Linked DNA regions of Zea mays: region 2 is linked to region 1. A link is a contact called in public Hi-C data. All regions are on one chromosome and are shown on one strand. The core of a region is the stretch at or near the end of the contact, and the rest is flanking DNA. Distances in the headings are between cores, read along the strand shown. Region 1 holds the start of shbp1 (sedoheptulose bisphosphatase 1). Region 2 holds the start of LOC100283443 (steroid reductase DET2).

Evidence for each region. A called contact is a pair of places that touch in the nucleus more often than the background predicts.
Region 2: a contact with region 1 is called in a Hi-C map of bundle sheath, with 2.3 times the contacts expected there. The contact joins the promoter of LOC100283443 here to the promoter of shbp1 in region 1. A contact is called at or near these places in 3 of 25 Hi-C or Micro-C datasets (bundle sheath, endosperm and leaf).

Annotation. Positions count from the first base shown.
Region 1 is chr3:183,846,401-183,852,447 of Zm-B73-REFERENCE-NAM-5.0, reverse strand. It overlaps shbp1 (sedoheptulose bisphosphatase 1), which reads left to right and starts at 2,168. Exons shown (of 7, transcript NM_001154930.2): 1 at 2,168-2,480; 2 at 2,610-2,744; 3 at 2,837-3,022; 4 at 3,116-3,197; 5 at 5,300-5,622; 6 at 5,734-5,805. The coding sequence starts at 2,409.
Region 2 is chr3:184,027,638-184,033,684 of Zm-B73-REFERENCE-NAM-5.0, reverse strand. LOC100283443 (steroid reductase DET2) reads left to right here and starts at 3,791. Exons shown (of 2, transcript NM_001412537.1): 1 at 3,791-4,823; 2 at 4,929-5,320. The coding sequence starts at 4,030. The coding sequence ends at 4,818.

The DNA of each region.
Region 1 (6,047 bases), core at 919-3,418:
CATGGTGCTCGACGATGTAAACCAAGGCGTCGAGCAGGAAAACAAGCAAAAACCTAAAGCCTAAGCCCCTACCTGGCGCGCCAAATGTTGGAGAGGGAATTCTCCGGCCGGGTGGCGGAACGCACCCGCCCTAAATCCTAAGATGAGGAGGGGCCTAAGCGTTTTGCCTGCTAGATGGAACCGGGAAGAACAAAAGAACACACAAGGATTTAGAGTGGTTCAAGCCGCCGGAGCGTAATACCCTACTCCATTGTGTGATGTATTGAGCTTGAGAGGTTGTATGAACTTGTGAGTTTGAGTGAGTGTGTGAGCCTAAGTTGGGTCTCCCTTGTAACGTCGTGTGCCCTCCCTTTTATAGCTCAAGGGGACACGTACAAGGGTGCTGAGCCCCGACATGTGGGCCCAGGGGCAAAACGGAGGAAATATATATAGAAGTATCCAATGCCAGTGTCACCCAGAAGATCTCCGAGCGCCATAATGTCCATAGTCCATATAGTATTAATATCTCGCGGTTGCTTCCTCGGTAACGCGCGAGCCATGATGAGCACAGTGTATGCCGTAGCACGGGCGTACTGCCTGCCATCAGAATGGACAGGCACGCCGCCTGCAGGATGGCCTGGTCGCCGCCCGTCAGCAGAGTGGATAGGGCACATTAAATGCTGAGGCGGCACATCGCCTGCCAGTGGAGTGGACAGGGCTCATTTAATGCTGAGGCGGCACATCGCCTGCCAGTGGAATGGACAGGCGACGCGCCTTATCCGCATTAAATGCAGAGGCCGCGCGGCCTAGTGGCCTTACGTCAGGCTCCGCCCGCTGGCTTACGTCACGCGCAGTAGACCACATGGCAACATCGGGTCTCCGCCTGAGCGGGGAGCAGAGGCGTATGCGGTATTGTTCGGACACGTGTCGGCTCCGGACCTCCGTCTGGCCTTGATTAAGGTCCGGGTACTCTTTGTCCACGAACCTCGGGACCCTGTTGTGAGTGGCCCAGACCCTGCACAGGAGGGTCCGGGACCCGTCCCAGGGGTCCGGGCACGCCTGTGGAGGTTCTGGACCTTACCCGGAGGTCCGGTCCGTACGCACAGGGGTCTGGTACTTTCCCATGGGGGTTCGAACCCACTGCTGATGCCTTGGAGCATATCGTCTTTTCTGGCCACGTGGCGACTCCGGAGCCATCCGCGTGGTCGGGTCGGGTGTTGTTCATCACGCAACTAGAGATAGCCGCGTGGGCACCGTATCTTCATGCTGTAGTAAGGGGTACCCCTGTTTCAGAGTACCGACATGAACGATAGGTGGAGATCGTGGGTGCAATTTATGGTGTAAACTATTGTGGGTGATTCACCATCCTAGAGTGATGAAGAATCAACATGCAGGGAGTGCTTGATCCTTGCGCTGATCAAGAGGAGCCACACCCTTGCGCGGTTGCTCCAAAAAAGACTAGTGGAAAGCGTCGACTTTCTGATACCTCAGAAAAACATCGTCGTGTTCCTAACACTTCATTTACTTTGAATATTTACTATTGTATAATTAACTTCTTATATTTAGATTACTAGAATTGTCAAGTTAGAATAAGGTTAGAACTTAAGGTGCTAAGCTTATATGTGAATGGTAGAAAATATTATTGGGCACAATGTGGCAAGTGAGCTATTTGATAGAATTTAATTATTGCGAAAAAGTTTATCGTTTAATTTATATTTTTCTCTTGAGTATCTTGATCGGCCAGAAACATAGCATTGTAAAGTATATTTGAAGCTCTCCAATATGGTTAAAATTGAAAAAAAAAATTGCACAACTAGGCGTATCCAGTGAGAAAAGGCCTTGCCACTCTACGTATCTGATGTTGTTAATAATTTCAGAAGTCGTCGTATATACCATGGGGTGTTTAATTGTCGTATATACGATGGGATGCTTAATTGTCGTATATACGATGGTATGATGAAACAACTGACTTAAACATCACACTGAACAATTTCAGAAAACGATCCATGCCGTCGTATATATACGACAACAAAATACCAGAAGCAAACCTCCCAGACCCAAGGGGAAATAAACGGGCCTGCTTCTGGTCGCTAGCTTGGGGGCGCTGGAGCTGCAGTGCGTAGGCCCGTCCGATCCGTGGCTCGTCTCGGCATGGCCACACAAACCACGAACGGTCGTCGTGCACCGCAGCGCGGCCCCCCCGTTCTATCTTCTCCAGCTCCAAATGGCGCCATCGCGGCGGCCGGGTTATCTTGTCCAGACGTGCATCATATCCTCCGTGTGATCCATTCATCCCCGCGCCGTGCTAGCTTGCTAGTTGCAAGCACCAGCCGACCACCAAACGGTAGCGCACGCGGACAATTTAACAGCATCAGGTTTAGGCCCTGCTGCCGTCGTCGAGCGCCCGGGCCACCGCACACCTGAAAGCAATGGAGATCGTCGCCACGCGCTCCCCGGCTTGCTGCGCCGCCGTGTCCTTCTCCCAGTCGTACAGGCCCAAGGTACGTACGGCACCTTCATATCTCGTGACTACTGTACGTAAGCGGAAAGTAGCAGCAGCTCGTCGCGCACACGTGCAGAAGCCTTAAGTTTGCTGATGATGTTGATGACTGGCGCCACACGTGCGGCAGGCGTCCAGGCCGCCGACCACGTTCTACGGCGAGTCGGTGCGGGTGAACACAGCGCGGCCGCTCTCGGCGAGGAGGCAGTCCAAGGCGGCCAGCCGCGCGGCCCTCAGTGCCCGGTGCGAGATCGGAGACAGCCTGGTGCGTACGCGTACATAACATCGGCCGTCGTCGAAGAACGAAGCTGACGCCGCTGCCGCGTGCCGGCTCCGGGTTGTGGTGTGGTGTGGCAGGAGGAGTTCCTGACCAAGGCGACGCCGGACAAGAACCTCATCAGGCTGCTCATCTGCATGGGGGAGGCCATGAGGACGATCGCGTTCAAGGTCCGGACGGCGTCCTGCGGCGGCACGGCCTGTGTCAATTCCTTCGGCGACGAGCAGCTGGCCGTCGACATGCTCGCTAACAAGCTCCTCTTTGAGGTGTGGTCTCGCACCGTACCGTACGTCTCTCTCTCACACACACACAACACAACGGTCCTTTTCAATTGGCTCGTGCCTGCTCTGTGCCTGCAGGCTTTGGAGTACTCACATGTGTGTAAGTATGCGTGCTCCGAGGAAGTCCCCGAGCTCCAGGACATGGGTGGCCCAGTCGAAGGTACTGCCATTTCTTCTCTAATCTCTAAAGTAACAAAGAAAAGAGAAAAATCCCATTCAACCCCTAGATATTAGGTACATGTCATGCACCCAATAACAATGAATCATTTCCATTTATCTGCAATACACTAGGATAGGGAGTAAGGGCATGTTTCGAAGTACCCAGTTTTTCATAAACTAGTTTATGAAAACTAAAGTGGTTCCAAATATAATAGTTCATGCCCTAGTTTATAGGAACTGGATTTCCAGTTTTTGAGATGGTTCTAAACACCATCAACCAATTTTTTAGAAATTAATTTGTAGAAATTGTAGATAGAAACTAAATTCTTAAAAACTAGGTTGCTTCCAAACAAAACCTAATTCAATTATTGTACAAATACTCAAGTTTTACTATGTCACATTACTACTACTTTGAAACGACATGTAATGTAACACGTCACATTTTTTTCAGCTCGCATTACTTTTATGTCAGGCATTACTGTAAAAACATATTGTATGTGTATGTTTCTTTTTTCTAATATATGTTGCCACGTTACAATAATAACACATATCATGTCGAGTTTATTGTATTTGCATTCAAAGTGTAATGTGCATATGTCTCGTTTGCTTTTATTTACGTTGCATTTGAAAAAAAAAACATACAAGCTATTTTTGTCGATATTTTATTCAGGTAGCTAATACGTCCACGTACATTGTTTGAACAAATTAGTAGGTTACATCATATTATCTTTTAAAGCGTCACGCACACGTACACTAGAGTATGGCTATGTTTAGAACCATAGAGCTAATAGTTAGCTAGATAATAAATTATTAGTCACGTTGAGTAAGCTAATTAATTAATTAATTATTAGTTGTGAGTTAACTAACAATTAGTTAGGGTTTTAGTGAGGATGTTTAAAACCTGTATAACTAATTTTATCAGCTAACTAATAGCTCTAGAGGTTTTAAACATGGCCTACTCTACACTATATTAATTGTCAATTTGTCATGTTATATTTATGCTCACAAATTATGTCAATGTCCAAAGTTGCAAAATAAAATGATTGATTCATCAAATCTAATACTCTCTCTGTTTCAAATATTTCAAATTATAATTCGTTTGACTTTTTATTGCGTGTCTTATTAAAAAATCATAGTTATTATTATTATTTATTGTGATATTTTTATCATATGATATACTTTAAGTATGACTTTGAAATTTTAATTATTTTGTAAAAAATCAAATAAGACGAGCCAGTCAAATTTGGTTAAAAAAGTCAAACGGATTATAAATTAGGATGGAAAAAGACACGCATGCATTAAGTAGATCTGGAAAAAGATTTTGATATATAATACTTTACAATTTTGCAAAATAGAAAATCAAATATTATATATTCGGCCTGTTACCTCAAGTAATAGATGATATAACCATCTGATTATAATTAAATAAACGATTTAGTGCTTTCAGAGTACTGTAGGTCCTGTTTGACACTTTTTATTTCACAGCTTGTTCACATACTTAAATAGAAGCTATACTAAACAGGACTTTCCTGTAGTAGTTTATCAGTTTACTTACTTGTTAGAAGGAATTAAAAGTAGACAATAAATAGAAGCTGTTTTCCAACCGCTTCTTAGATAAGTTGTTTTTCGATAAACAGCACCTGCGCCAAACAGGACAGCAAAACCTTCCTGTGCAGGAGTACAACGCCACCCCCCCCCCCCCCCCCCCCCCCCCCCCCCACCAAAAAAAAATAAACAGGAAAACGGACATTGTAATTAGAGAGTTGCAGGGCTTCAGTGCAGCGCTACTAGTCGGCAGTATGCCAACATATACTCCATTGTGCATCTTCAGAGCACTGTAGAAATGTAACTGCTAATTAACAGCAGTATGCCTGACCAAATTAGCATGCTGCCTTCCTGTAGTCTAGTTTTAGATGATTTCTGATCACCAAACTGCAACACGTCAAATGTGCCGATGGCTTTCCAAGCCTTCCACCTTGCCGAAACAGGCACACGTTCTTTTGGACCGCGGCTCTGGATATGCAGAAAACCAACACAACCTATATACGAATGAAAGCCTCCGCGATCGATTCCGATCGGCCTGATTTCCGTCACATCTCGCAGGTGGTTTCAGCGTTGCGTTCGACCCCCTCGACGGCTCCAGCATTGTCGACACCAACTTCACCGTCGGAACCATCTTCGGAGTCTGGCCCGGCGACAAGCTGACCGGAGTGACCGGCGGCGACCAGGTCGCTGCCGCGATGGGCATCTACGGCCCTCGCACGACCTACATTGTCGCCCTCAAGGACTGCCCTGGGACGCACGAGTTCCTCCTCCTCGACGAAGGTAAATGGCAGCATGTGAAGGACACCACGACCATTGGGGAAGGGAAGATGTTCTCTCCTGGTAATCTGAGGGCGACATTCGATAACCCTGAGTACGACAAGGTACTCCGTTACTGGCTCCTGTTACTGTCAGTATTTTTTTTTCTTCTTCTTAATATCTGCTACGGCTTTCTGTGCGCGCCTAATCGGTGCTACAAATATATGTATCTTCAGCTCATCAACTACTACGTCAAGGAGAAGTACACATTGCGCTACACTGGAGGAATGGTTCCCGATGTCAACCAGGTACATACGTATATATCACAAAAACTTTAAATAATTCACACCCTTAGGGCTTGTTCGGTTAGCTCTCAATCCATATGGATTGAGTGGGATTGGGTGGGATTAAATCCCAAGCAAGTCAAAGTTCTTCTAAATTTTTTCCAATCCCATTCAATCCATGTATAATAGGAATAACCGAACAAACCCTTAGTAAACCACACAGAAAAATCCCGACACCTCACAACCCGTACGTTCACTCGATCGGA
Region 2 (6,047 bases), core at 2,542-5,041, 180 kb before region 1:
ATTGGCATAGATTAACACTTAAGCACTTGTGTTGGCACCCAATCACCAAAATACTTAGAAATGACCCAAGGGTACATTTCCCTTTCAGCTCTACTATCTCATCTCCTAGCACATCTTATATTTTAAATTTCACTCTGCAAATAGTTCATCTACAATGTAAAACTCCTATTTTTATGATCCACTGAAGACAACCTAATATGAAGTGGTTTGGTTCAATAATGTAAATCTACTGTTTTGTACATCTCAATGCAGATATATGCTTCTTCGATAATTGGTTTGTTGCTAATTTATATGTAGATGTGAAGTGATTTGAAAAAGACTAGTGTTTATTGCTTTAAAATGCTACTGCATTTTTAAAACATAATGGTTTTATTAATTTTGGATGTATCCAGTACAGCCTGAATCTAAATTATCATCATATACACAACATTTTGGGTCATATTTTTTTCCCGAACTACAATTAGCTAGCAATTTCTCATATCTGAATTATCTAAACTCGACCTAAAATTTTCAGGTAACCGTCTGCCCATCCCTATCGTGACAAAATGGACATACACAGCTTGAGTTAAACTCTAAATTATTCAAAGATCCACGCGTCGCCCACGGATTGCGCGGTTGACCGTTGCGCAGTCGACCATTGGCTCACCGAACAGTCCGATGCACCACCGGACAGTCCAGTGAATTTTAGCCGTACGCCGCTGATCCTTTTCCTGAGAGTGACGACTTCGCCGCGAACGACTCATCGGACAGTCCGGTGCACCACCGAACAGTCCGGTGAATTATAGTCGTACATCGCCGTCGAGTCCCGAGAGCGGCCAGTTCACCTTGGACTCGCCTGGCGCACCAGACACTGTCCGGTGCACCCAGACCGAGCAGGAGTTTGTTGTACACTTTTCCAATCCCTTTTCTCCTGTTTCTGGCACTTAGACAAAATATGTTAGTACTCAAAACAATGTACTCAGTCTAAAAACGTACCTTGTTACATGATTTGCACTTCTTCAATCTTTGGCACATTCAGAACTTAGAGAATGTGTGTTGGGCACTTAATCACCAAAACATTATAGAAATGGCCCAAGGGCACATTTCCCTTTCAGTGCCCAACACAAATAATTGGACTAACTAGTTTGCTCTAGATTATATGTTCTACAGGTGCCAAAGGTTCAACACAAACCAATAAAAGAATAAGTTAGGGTTCAAAAGAGAGGAGCAAAAAGGGACCGAAGGCTGCCTTGGTCTGGCGCACCGGACAGTGTCCAGTGCACTAGGGAGATCAACTCTAAACTCCTCAGCTTCAGGTTTCTTGGAGGCCACTCCGCTAAAATTCACCGGACTGTCCAGTATGCCAAGCGAAAGCAACGACTACAGCGCCAACGGTCGACTGCAAAAGTGAACAGTGGCGTAAACAGTGCACAAACAGTTCGCTTAGAGTCGGAGCAGCGCCAGAAGGCACACTGGACAGTGAACAGTCCCTGTCCGGTGCGGCACCGGACTATTCGGTGCCCCAAGATGTCAGAGCTCCAACGGTCGAAACCGTCGGAACCCTAACGGTTGGGTGACGTGGCTGGCGCACCGGACAGTGTCCGATGGCGCACCGGACTGTCCGGTGCGTCCATCGACAGCAGCCCTCCCCAACAGCTGTTTTGGTAGTTGGGGCTATAAATACCCCCAACCACCACCATTCAAGGTATCCAAGTTTCTAGCAATTTGCATTCAATATAAGAGCTCTAGACTTCACTCCAAGACACAAAACAAAAGATCAAATCCTCTCCAAGTCCTAAACTCATTCCAAAGGCTTAGTGGCTTGTGAGAGAGAGACATTTGTGTTCATTTGAGTTCTTATCGCTTGGATCGCTTTTCTTCTTCCTCTATTCTTGTTCTCAAGCAACTTGTAATCAAAGCAAGAGACACCAATTGTGTGGTGGTCTTTGTAGGGGTCTAAGTGACCCGTTTGATTAAGGAGAAAAGCTAACTCGGTCTAGGTAACCATTTGAGAGAGGGAAAGGGTTGAAAGAGACCTGATCTTTGTGACCACCTCAACGGGGAATAGGTTTACAAGAACCGAACCTCGATAAAACAAATCATCGTGTCATCCACTTCATTTACTTTTGATTTGTTTTTTGTCCTCTCTCTCGGACTCGTTTTATTTCTAACGCTAACCCCGGCTTGTAGTTGTGCTTAAAGTTTGTAAATTTCAGATTCCGCCTATTCACCCCCTCTAGGCGACTTTCACCTGGACAACCCTGCACAAGCGTTGGAGGGTGCTCAGCTGGTGCTGTGGCGACGTTCCCAACTCCTAGTTCGTATCATGTAGAGTTGACAAAATATTTGATACATAATTCTCAAAACAGGGACTTGAAAGTACACAAATAAACCCAAAGCACCGTAACTACTGAATTAATTTTGGTAGTTTGAGTAATGATCTCCAGTACCCTAACTATCTAAAATATCCGAAATATCTTAAATCTTTGTTGTTCTGGCTATCTCCAGTAGCTCTACTATCTCATCTCCTAGCACATCCTATATTTTAAATTTCACTATGCAAATAGTTTATCTACAATGTAAAACTCCTATTTTTTATGATCCACTGAAGACAACCTAATATGAAGTGGTTTGGTTCAATAATGTAAATCTACTGTTTTGTACATCTCAATGCAGATATATGCTTCTTCGATAATTGGTTTGTTGCTAATTTATATGTAGATGTGAAGTGATTTGAAAAAGACTAGTGTTTATTGCTTTAAAATGCTACTGCATTTTTAAAACATAATGGTTTTATTAATTTTGGATGTATCCAGTACCGCCTGAATCTAAATTATCATCATATACACAACATTTTGGGTCATATTTTTCCCGAACTACAATTAGCTAGCAATTTCTCATATCTGAATTATCTAAACTCGACCTAAAATTTTCTGGTAACCGTCTGCCCACCCCTATCGTGACAAAATGGACATACACAGCTTGAGTTAAACTCTATTTTATTATTCAAAGATCCATTATTAAGTTGTTTTTACTGATAGTGTAAAATAAAAGATTTGGACTCTAAATTATACTGTTTACTCATATAACTCTAAATTTATATTAAAAAACATTCTATACTTGTCAGCAAAATTATTTACGCTGTATTATAATCCTCCGTATTCATATTTACCCCATACCTTAATCCTATACCAACTACAGTATCCTATATTATATCATTTTTTTCGTTCCTCACCCAACTACACGTCATCACCAGGTTCTTTCAGATTGCCGCATAGTACTTGTGCATAGAATAAAGGGAAAGTTACTCTGCAAATGGAGTTTTTGCCGCATGCCCCTATTTTAGAGTGGTTGGTGACTGGTGAGCAACATTTGTACTGTATAGTCGACTTCATCCTGATAGCGCTTCAGACTGACCGCAACGCTGCCCCATCCCCTGCCCCCTCCCCTTGCATGCGGCGCGTAGGGGGCACCCTATTGCCGCAGCGGTGCCCCCTACAGCGCCCCTTACGTGTCGGTCCCCTTCTCTCTCCCTCCAGATCTAGCGTGTCACTGTTCATCACCCTAAACACTGTGCTGTGGGTCCACGAGTAATTGTTAGTAGATAAAAAATTGATAGTTGATATAGAAAATGATATTTTATAGTGGTAGTGGGGTATAGGGGAGTATTTAGGGGGAACCGCTGCGGGAGAAGAAAAAATAGGGGGGAAAAGTGATATAGGGGGAAAAATTTAGGGGTAACTGTTGCGGATAGCCTCAGGCAGCGTTCCTCGCTGCTGTTAAGTCAGGCTCCACTCCAGTGTCCCGTTTTGGGCCTCAGGCCTCCTTTTGTGCAATCCAGACGTCGTGGTCCAAACGCGGATCGGCGGTGCCGACGGCCGGGAACCCCCCTCGCGATTAACGCCCGAGCGAGATCGCTATCCGTGGACCGTGGTTGTCGCCGTCCTCGTCGGTTCGTCCCCATCGCACACCCTACTCCCCCGGTCGTCAGCCCTCAGCACTCATCCGGTCATCCCCAAACCCCAGAAACCTCCTTGGAACCAACTGAAGATGCCCGACCAGACGTCGGCTGCGGCCGCGGGCGGCGCGGCGTTCGACCGTTGCCTGCTGGCGCTGTACCTCATCAGCCCGCTCACTGTTCTGGCGCTCCGCTTCATCTCCGCGCCGTACGGCAAGCTATCCCGGCCGGGCTGGGGCCCCGTCCTACCGGCCCCACTCGCGTGGTTCCTCATGGAGAGCCCCACCCTCTGGCTCCCACCGCTCGTCCTCCTCCGCTGGCCGCCGCCGCCGCTCTCCGGCCCACTCGCCGCACTCCCCGCCGCGCTCTACGCGTTCCACTACGTCCACCGCACGCTGGTCCACCCGCTCCGCCTCGCCCGCCTGCGCCGCGCCCCGGCCCCCGTGCCGCTCCTCATCGCCGCCTGCGCCTTGGGATTCAATATCCTCAACGCCTACCTACAGGCCCGCTCCTTCGCCCTCCACGCCGGCCGCCAGGCGTCCCCCTTCCGCTGCCTCGCTGGGCTGGCCCTCTTCGCGTGGGGAATGCGGACGAACATCGCGGCGGACAAGGAGCTGCTGCGGCTCAAGGAGGCCGGAGGCGGGTACAAGATCCCGAGGGGCGGGTGGTTCGACCTCGTCACCAGCCCCAATTACTTCGGCGAGACGGTGGAGTGGCTGGGCTTCGCCGTGGTGGCGTGGACGCCCGCGGCCTGGGCGTTCTTCCTCTACACCTGCGCCAACCTCGGGCCGAGGGCCAGGGACCACCGCCGCTGGTACGTGCAGAAGTTCCGCGGCGAGTACCCGGCGTCGCGCAAGGCGTTCATCCCCTACATCTACTAGGTGACGTATGTACTTGTAATAAAAAAGAAAAATCAAACTATGTGCAATGGAAATATGAATCTAACCGAAAAAAAATCTGGCGTCGTGTCCGTTTGTGGCTTGCCGGGCAGGGGAACGTCTTGCCGCGGTGGCTTCTTCCCTGCCGCTGCTGACGTCGTCGCCGTTTGTGTCTGGTGAGCAGGTGATGGCCGTGGTTTCGGTTCGTTCTTCTTGGCCGCCTTATCTTCCTTCGCGGCGGAGCAGAAGCAGGAGAGCAGGCTGAGTTTGCCCATGTTTCGACTCGACGAGAAGGCGAGTAGACGACAGAGAACCTGCGATGCGATTAGCTGCGCGAGACTGCAACCTGTTGAATCTAATGTTCTTACTATTGCTGCTGTCGATGATTTTATAGATGTACAGGCAGAGTTGAATATAAAGCCGGCTGAGGCATAACCTGGTTACTCTCGTGTTTGTACTATGTTCCGACTCGAACAGGATTGACTCAAGTCTAATGTATTGGGCATGGACAGAATCTCTAATTGGAGGGTTATTTGACTTGGCGTAGATACTCCAACCAAAGATCCACGTAGTCGTACTCACTCCGGTAAGGCCACCCGCGCGCGCAGTTCCGCCACCAGCGCCGCGCACCTCGTCAATAACTGGTACCGGATATTTGCCTTTGACAGTGATGGCAGTGAGGTGATGGTAATCCACATAGAACCGCCATGAGCCGTCTTTCTTCTTGACCAAAAGCACGGACGAAGAAAACGGACTGGCACTGGGTTGAATAATGCCATTAGAAAGCGTTTCCTGAAGCTGCCTCTCGATCTCTTCCTTAAGTACCATCTCTTCCTTAAGCGCCGGCGCATAACGATATGGCACCGAAAAGTTCAACAGTGAAGTTTAGCTGAAGCTATCTTACCAGGCCATTTTCTCTGTCCTTCCTCAGCCCAGCAACTCTGACCAAACTTAGTAGACTGCACACGATCCTGAGACCTGGGTTGCTAACTGAACGACAACTCCTAATACACTAAATAAGTACACAAATGCAAAGAATAAATTACAAGGCACACTGACAGCATAACAAGTATTACTCGACAATACTCCTAATTCTTGGCATGCTTCACTGAAGAGTCACTGAACTTGTTCTTGCTCAAAGGCTTACTGGCTTAGTAAGAACATCACCAAGCTGTCCTTCTGTTCTAATGTATTCCTCACTGATTTTCCCTGAATTCTCATACTCCCTGATC